Regions from separate parts of the Mus musculus genome. Here region 1 is linked to region 2. The links are chromatin contacts, called in public promoter capture Hi-C maps. All regions are on one chromosome and are shown on one strand. The core of a region is the stretch at or near the end of the contact, and the rest is flanking DNA. Distances in the headings are between cores, read along the strand shown. Region 1 has its middle 9.5 kb from the start of Gm35627. Region 2 has its middle 180 kb from the start of Gm26178.

What was found. Promoter capture Hi-C pulls out the DNA fragments that hold promoters and counts their contacts.
Region 1: a contact with region 2 is called in a promoter capture Hi-C map of the 3T3-L1 cell line, with 4 times the contacts expected there. The contact joins two enhancer-like sites. A contact is called at or near these places in 4 of 39 promoter capture datasets (the 3T3-L1 cell line, 3T3-L1-derived adipocytes, embryonic stem cells and 1 more) and 1 of 484 Hi-C or Micro-C datasets (cortical neurons).

The regions. Positions count from the first base shown.
Region 1 is chr15:57,507,304-57,510,168 of GRCm38.p6, forward strand. No RefSeq gene overlaps it. Among named protein-coding and RNA genes, the nearest start is that of Gm35627, 9.5 kb to the right of the region's middle. Within about 2 kb of position 1,383, at least 17 of the 459 cell types and tissues checked have an H3K27ac peak or open chromatin away from gene starts, as enhancers often do.
Region 2 is chr15:57,058,531-57,061,236 of GRCm38.p6, forward strand. No RefSeq gene overlaps it. Among named protein-coding and RNA genes, the nearest start is that of Gm26178, 180 kb to the right of the region's middle. Within about 2 kb of position 1,456, at least 5 of the 459 cell types and tissues checked have an H3K27ac peak or open chromatin away from gene starts, as enhancers often do.

The sequences.
Region 1 (2,865 bases), core at 133-2,632, 450 kb after region 2:
CAGCTCTAACTTATAGAGGAAGAAACTGAGGCATTGGGGAGGAACACAAGGAGCCCAAGTTCATTGGGTTTGTAAGCAGACCATTAGGAAACTTCCATAGACCTGGGTGTCGTGGCATAAGGCTGTAATCCTGACACTCAGAAAGCTAAGGCAAGAGGATCTCGAGTTCAAAGGTCAAGGTTGGAGAGATGGCTGATGGATAAAGCAATTGCCATGCAAGCTTGAGAATCAGAGTTCTGATTTCTAAAACCCACATAAAATCAGGGCAGACATAACCTGCTGTAAACCAGGGAGTTGGCAAGCAGAAATGGGATCCTAGCGTATGCTGGCTAGTCAGGCCAGTCAGAACCATTAAGTTCTGGTTCGATGGGAGACCCTGCCTCAATAAATAAAATGAATAGCTATGGAGAAAGACAGCTGACATCAACTTCGAGGACCCCATATGCACATAGCTATACATTTGTATACATGTGTAACCTCATACTCCTGTGTACTCACACATATGAAGACATACATTCACATGCAAAAATCAGCTCTAACATCGTCACCTCGCAATTCTTCCTATTTATGAAACAACTCCTTTGAATACATGTGGTGACAACTCCTATTTATCAATTGCGTATGCCCTAAATTGATGATAATCTTTGCCCTTTGTTCTCACTGTTGCCCTTGGTTATATCAGCATCATGGATCACCATGTCTCAGGTCAAGTTAGGGCTACTCTCCCCTCCAGATACCTCACAAATCTCCATGCACTGTGGTACTATGATCATCAGAGAGGTTTAATCACACGGAAGCTTGGGGCATCATCAAGTGCATAAGAAGCCTACCATGAATGATAACCAACATCGTCACTTCCAATTTAGACATCAGGAACAGTTATCCAAATCTCTGCCTTTGCCATTCTCCCTAAAGGCTCAATGATTAACCCTGACTGTCAATCCAGAGGTATGTCTGTAAGCATGCTTCCAGAAAGATTTAACTGAAATCTAAAGACCCATTCTGAGTGTGGGTGGCATCATGGGCTAAGGTCTGAGACCAAATGAAAATGGAAAAGAGAAGTGACCAGCTGAGCCTCATCACCCACCTCTCTATTTCATCACTTCAGATGCAATGTCACTCACTAGTCACCCGGGCTCCTTGTACTATGCCTTCTGCACTGTGACGGACCTTGCCCTAAAACTGTAGGCCAAAATATACTATTCTTTAAGATGGTTTGTAATGTATTTTCTCACAGCAAAGAGAGAAGTGACAAATCCATCAGCTTGAAAATCTGAAGAGGACACAAGTGACTGAAAAACAGAGTTTGGTCAAGCTAACCTGTGAGCCTGTCCAGAGACCATGAACCAAAACAACACTACTAGAGCTTGTATTGCTGCCTCTCCGTTGTGCTTTGGTGCCCTCTGCTGGCCTTGAAATTCACTGCTAGAAAGTAGTGTATATAAGCAGGCAGTAAAATTGCCCTACAATTACATCCATCCAGACCCAGGTGTGTGTGTGTGTGTGTGTGTGTGTGTGTGTGTGTGTGTGTGTGTGTGTGTGTGTGTGTACGCTGAAAGAAAAATCTTTCAGAAAGAATGCTTAAAATTAAGAATTTATTACTGAGACGCCCCGATGAGCTAGACTTTGTCTATGTGTTTCCTTGCTTAATACATTTATACTGGCAGGAAGCGTGTGGCTAAAAAGCAGTGGGGCTGCCAGACAGTGGAGGACCTGGAGGCCAGCAGAGGACAAGGACAGATCGCTGCACACATGTACACCGTTATGCACACTTATTCTGGTGTACTAAGAGATAGATAGATGGATTACTTCCGTTTTAGGCATATCCACATTCGGCATCTTTTAGGTTTTGCATTTCACATCTGAAAAGTGTTGGAGGATCTCCTGAGAGCAAAGGCACAGAGTCATGGCAGAAGATATCCATTAAGCTTCTCCTTCCCATAATTCATTTCGTCTGACAAGGTCTGTTTGCACCCTGTTTCATTAAGCCTGAGAAGCTGGGCGGCTGGTCCGGCAGCAACACGACCAGACCACTCGTTCTCCACCTCTGGCTCCACAGCAGGGCTTCGCCTCAGTGAGATGCAGGCACCAGGGCTAGCGTTCTGAATTCCCTGGCCGTGCCACGGACACCGTGGACACTGCTTCACACTGTCATCATCTGAGTGACCTTGCTGCTGCCTGAGAAGAGACCTCTGTCTTGGACGAGGAAGATGGTTGGGTGCTGAAGACAAAAACCACACTGGCTTTCCCGGGGCCATTCAGTTGCTCTGAATCCAGTGAAAACAAGCAGTTTGCCATCTGGTCATCGCCCTGGGGCTGAGGTGTCAATCCCCTGTCCTTCATCCTGCCCTTCTTAGAAAAACACAGGCCCTGGGTGGTCCAGATGGCTGCAGGCCTTTGCACAATGAACAGAGACCGGCTGATACACATGACTCCCTCTGCCCCAGGAAGTCCTCCCATACAAAAATACATTAGAGAGACGTTCCTCCTGAACGATTTGTTAGAGTCAACCACTTCTGGGAAGGGAAACTTGAAAGACCCTAGAAACTATACAAACCCCGCCCCCAGCTCCTGCAGATGAATGAGGTTGGCATGCCGACAACCTGTGGTACTTGTACGGCCCATTCATCCCATGGAGATCCTCAAAGTGTTTTCCCACCAGAAGAAAAGGAGAGCATTTCAATAATGAACTTTAATGAATCTCAAGCTGTTTCCTCCTTTCCCTTGTCACTTCTTACCCTCGACACAGTTGTCTGTAGAAACTCTCTTCTTGGGCTCAGTACAGTAACCAAGCTATCACCAGCTCACACCCAATGCACAGTGTCCAGCAGCCCGGGAGAAGGAAAATCCCATGGAAGAGTACAG
Region 2 (2,706 bases), core at 206-2,705:
TATTAATGTGAAACCTTCTAAAATTTTTATATGGCCTGAGATCATTATTTAAAATATCCCAAATTCCAAGTATCTATCAAACCATATCAGTGATCACATGTCCTATATACAGATCTTTTTTATCTTATCCCCACAAGACAGGCCTTTTTTACCAGTATCTTCTAAATTTTTCTCACACATTTTCTTTGCATATTACTCAACATAGGACAGAGATCCCAAGACAGAGGCTCTGAAATGGAGATTTGGATAGGGGAACTTTAGTGAGTAGGCTGCCCACAAGTCAACAGCTCTGGGAAAAACAATGAAAGCAGAGCTCAGCAAAGGGAAACTTTGGTCGCAATGTTGCTTCTCCATGACCACAGAAAAAGCACACAGAGAGCTCAGACATTTTGATGGCCTTTACTATGCTGAATGTTGCAAGTGCGACTGTGCCTTTGCTCTGTTCCTATGTCCATTAATTCCTGGATATAGGAACTGGGGTTAGGGTCTTTTCTTTAGTGAGTCAACATAGAGATGAGGAATGATCCTGTGAACATCTGCTGTCAACACTACAAGAATCTGGAAGATGAATGCTTCTGACTTCACAGCCAGGAGCAGAAATAAGAGTAGAAATGAAGGTGTCCAGTATATCAGCTTGTGTAGACTTCAGCATACTATGCCTTTTAGGTCACACCCTACATACCAGAAACTAGAAATCATGTTTTAAATGGTTATTGAATTCCTCATGGCCATTACTTCACATATGAGAATCAATTAGCAATTTAACCTATTGAATTTATTTCATGTTCTTTTACAAAATTTCCCCATAGAGATACATTAATGAGGTTTTACATAATGGCAATCTCTGTTTTCTATAGGAAAAAATGAGAAATACCTTGATAATTATATTTGGTCCCTGATACAATTAATTTAGAAGCTGAAATGAAGAAACCCAGTCCCAGGGCATTCATGGCAATTGTCAAAAAATAAATAAAACAATATACTCAATTAACCCCATATCACTCAGAGGATAATAGCTTGTCTAAACTTCAATCACCTTGCCCCCTTAAACCTGCTTTGAAATCTCTGCTTCTGGTTCTTTCAGAGGCATCTCTATTTGCTATGTCTCTAGACTTCTTTCTGGCAAATAGTGACAATCAAGAATAAGACCTTTAAACTGAGATTTAAAACAGCTTGGGCTAACTGCCCAGAGCTCCTGGTGTGGGGGAAAACTGAATCATCTTCCAAGAATTCTATTAACAACTACTATGAGAAAGATGTCCTGAGATACAATTTGTAAAATCATTTTCAGGGGGCTTGTGACAGTCATCAAATCAAGCGAAATCATAAAGAAGACATATAAAACAAAGATTCCTTGAACTCTCACTTGCATGACCACATGTTTTATATTGTCCCACACCCTAAATCTTAGCTTTAGCCTGGAAAGTCATATGTGATGAAGCCTATTTCCAGGAAAACTTGGCAAACACCCTGCTCCCTGGGCAAGATGTGTATGTAAATCTGTTATGTTGCACAGATGTGGCCTCTTAGAAGGGATTCCCCTTCACTTCCAGGTTTAAGGATCCCAGAAGACTGTCACAGAAAGAGGGCCTGGTTTTAACATCTGCAAAATTGAATCTAAGTTTTATAGCTTACCTTCATTTCCTTTGGATTTTTGATGAATGAGAAAGCACACACAAAACCATGCACACACACACACACACACACACACACACACAAACACACACACGTCCAGGCTTTACTCCATTCATCTTGGTTGCCTACCATAAAATAATGGTTTGACCCTAATGTTGAAGGTAACACACAGTTTGGTTGTGTAACAGAGGTAAGTCAACCTCAAGTGACTGGTATCTTCTACGTTGCCATCAAGATTTCATAGTGACTGCAGATACTATGCAAGTCGAAAGGCTTCAGTGGTATTGCCCAGTGTTGGCGCTTGCATACTTTTTAAAATATTTTTTATTACGTATTTTCCTCAATTACATTTCCAATGCTATCCCATAAGTCCCCCATACCCTACCCCCACCCCACTTCCCTACCCACCCATTCCCATATTTTTGGCCCTGGCATTCCCCTGTACTGGGGCATATAAAGTTTGCGTGTCCAATGGGCCTCTCTTTCCAGTGATGGCCAACTAGGCCATCTTTTGATACATATGCAGCTAGAGTCAAGAGCTCCGAGGTACTGGTAAAATTCCACCAGAGAACTCCTAAACCTGATAACCAGCTTCGGTGAAGTAGCTGGATATAAAATTAACTCAAACAAGTAAATGGTGCTTGCATATTATATTGACTTAGCAAGAAAACCCTCCTACTTCTCCCCTGTAGTCAAGTTTTTAGAAATTGTCCATCTGATTTTCATTAATGCTAAAACATTTTGTTTGTTTGCAATGTTACACAAATGAAATATCATGAACTTTTGTGTCTGTTTTTTTATGTCTATTTAGTTATTGTTTTGATTTTAGATTATTTTGCATATATTTTTATATTGGTTACTTTTTAACAGGCATTCATTTATTCATCTGTCCTGTATGATATCTGTGTAGTAAGTTTGATTAATGATGGGAGACTTCCGAACTATTTTACTCCTGGGTGATTATTAATAAGCACCCTTGCATATTCCTATGTGTGACTTTTAGTGAGCATGCACATATTCCAGCATAATTTACCACAGACTGAAACTTTCACGTCCCTGAGAGTGAGCACT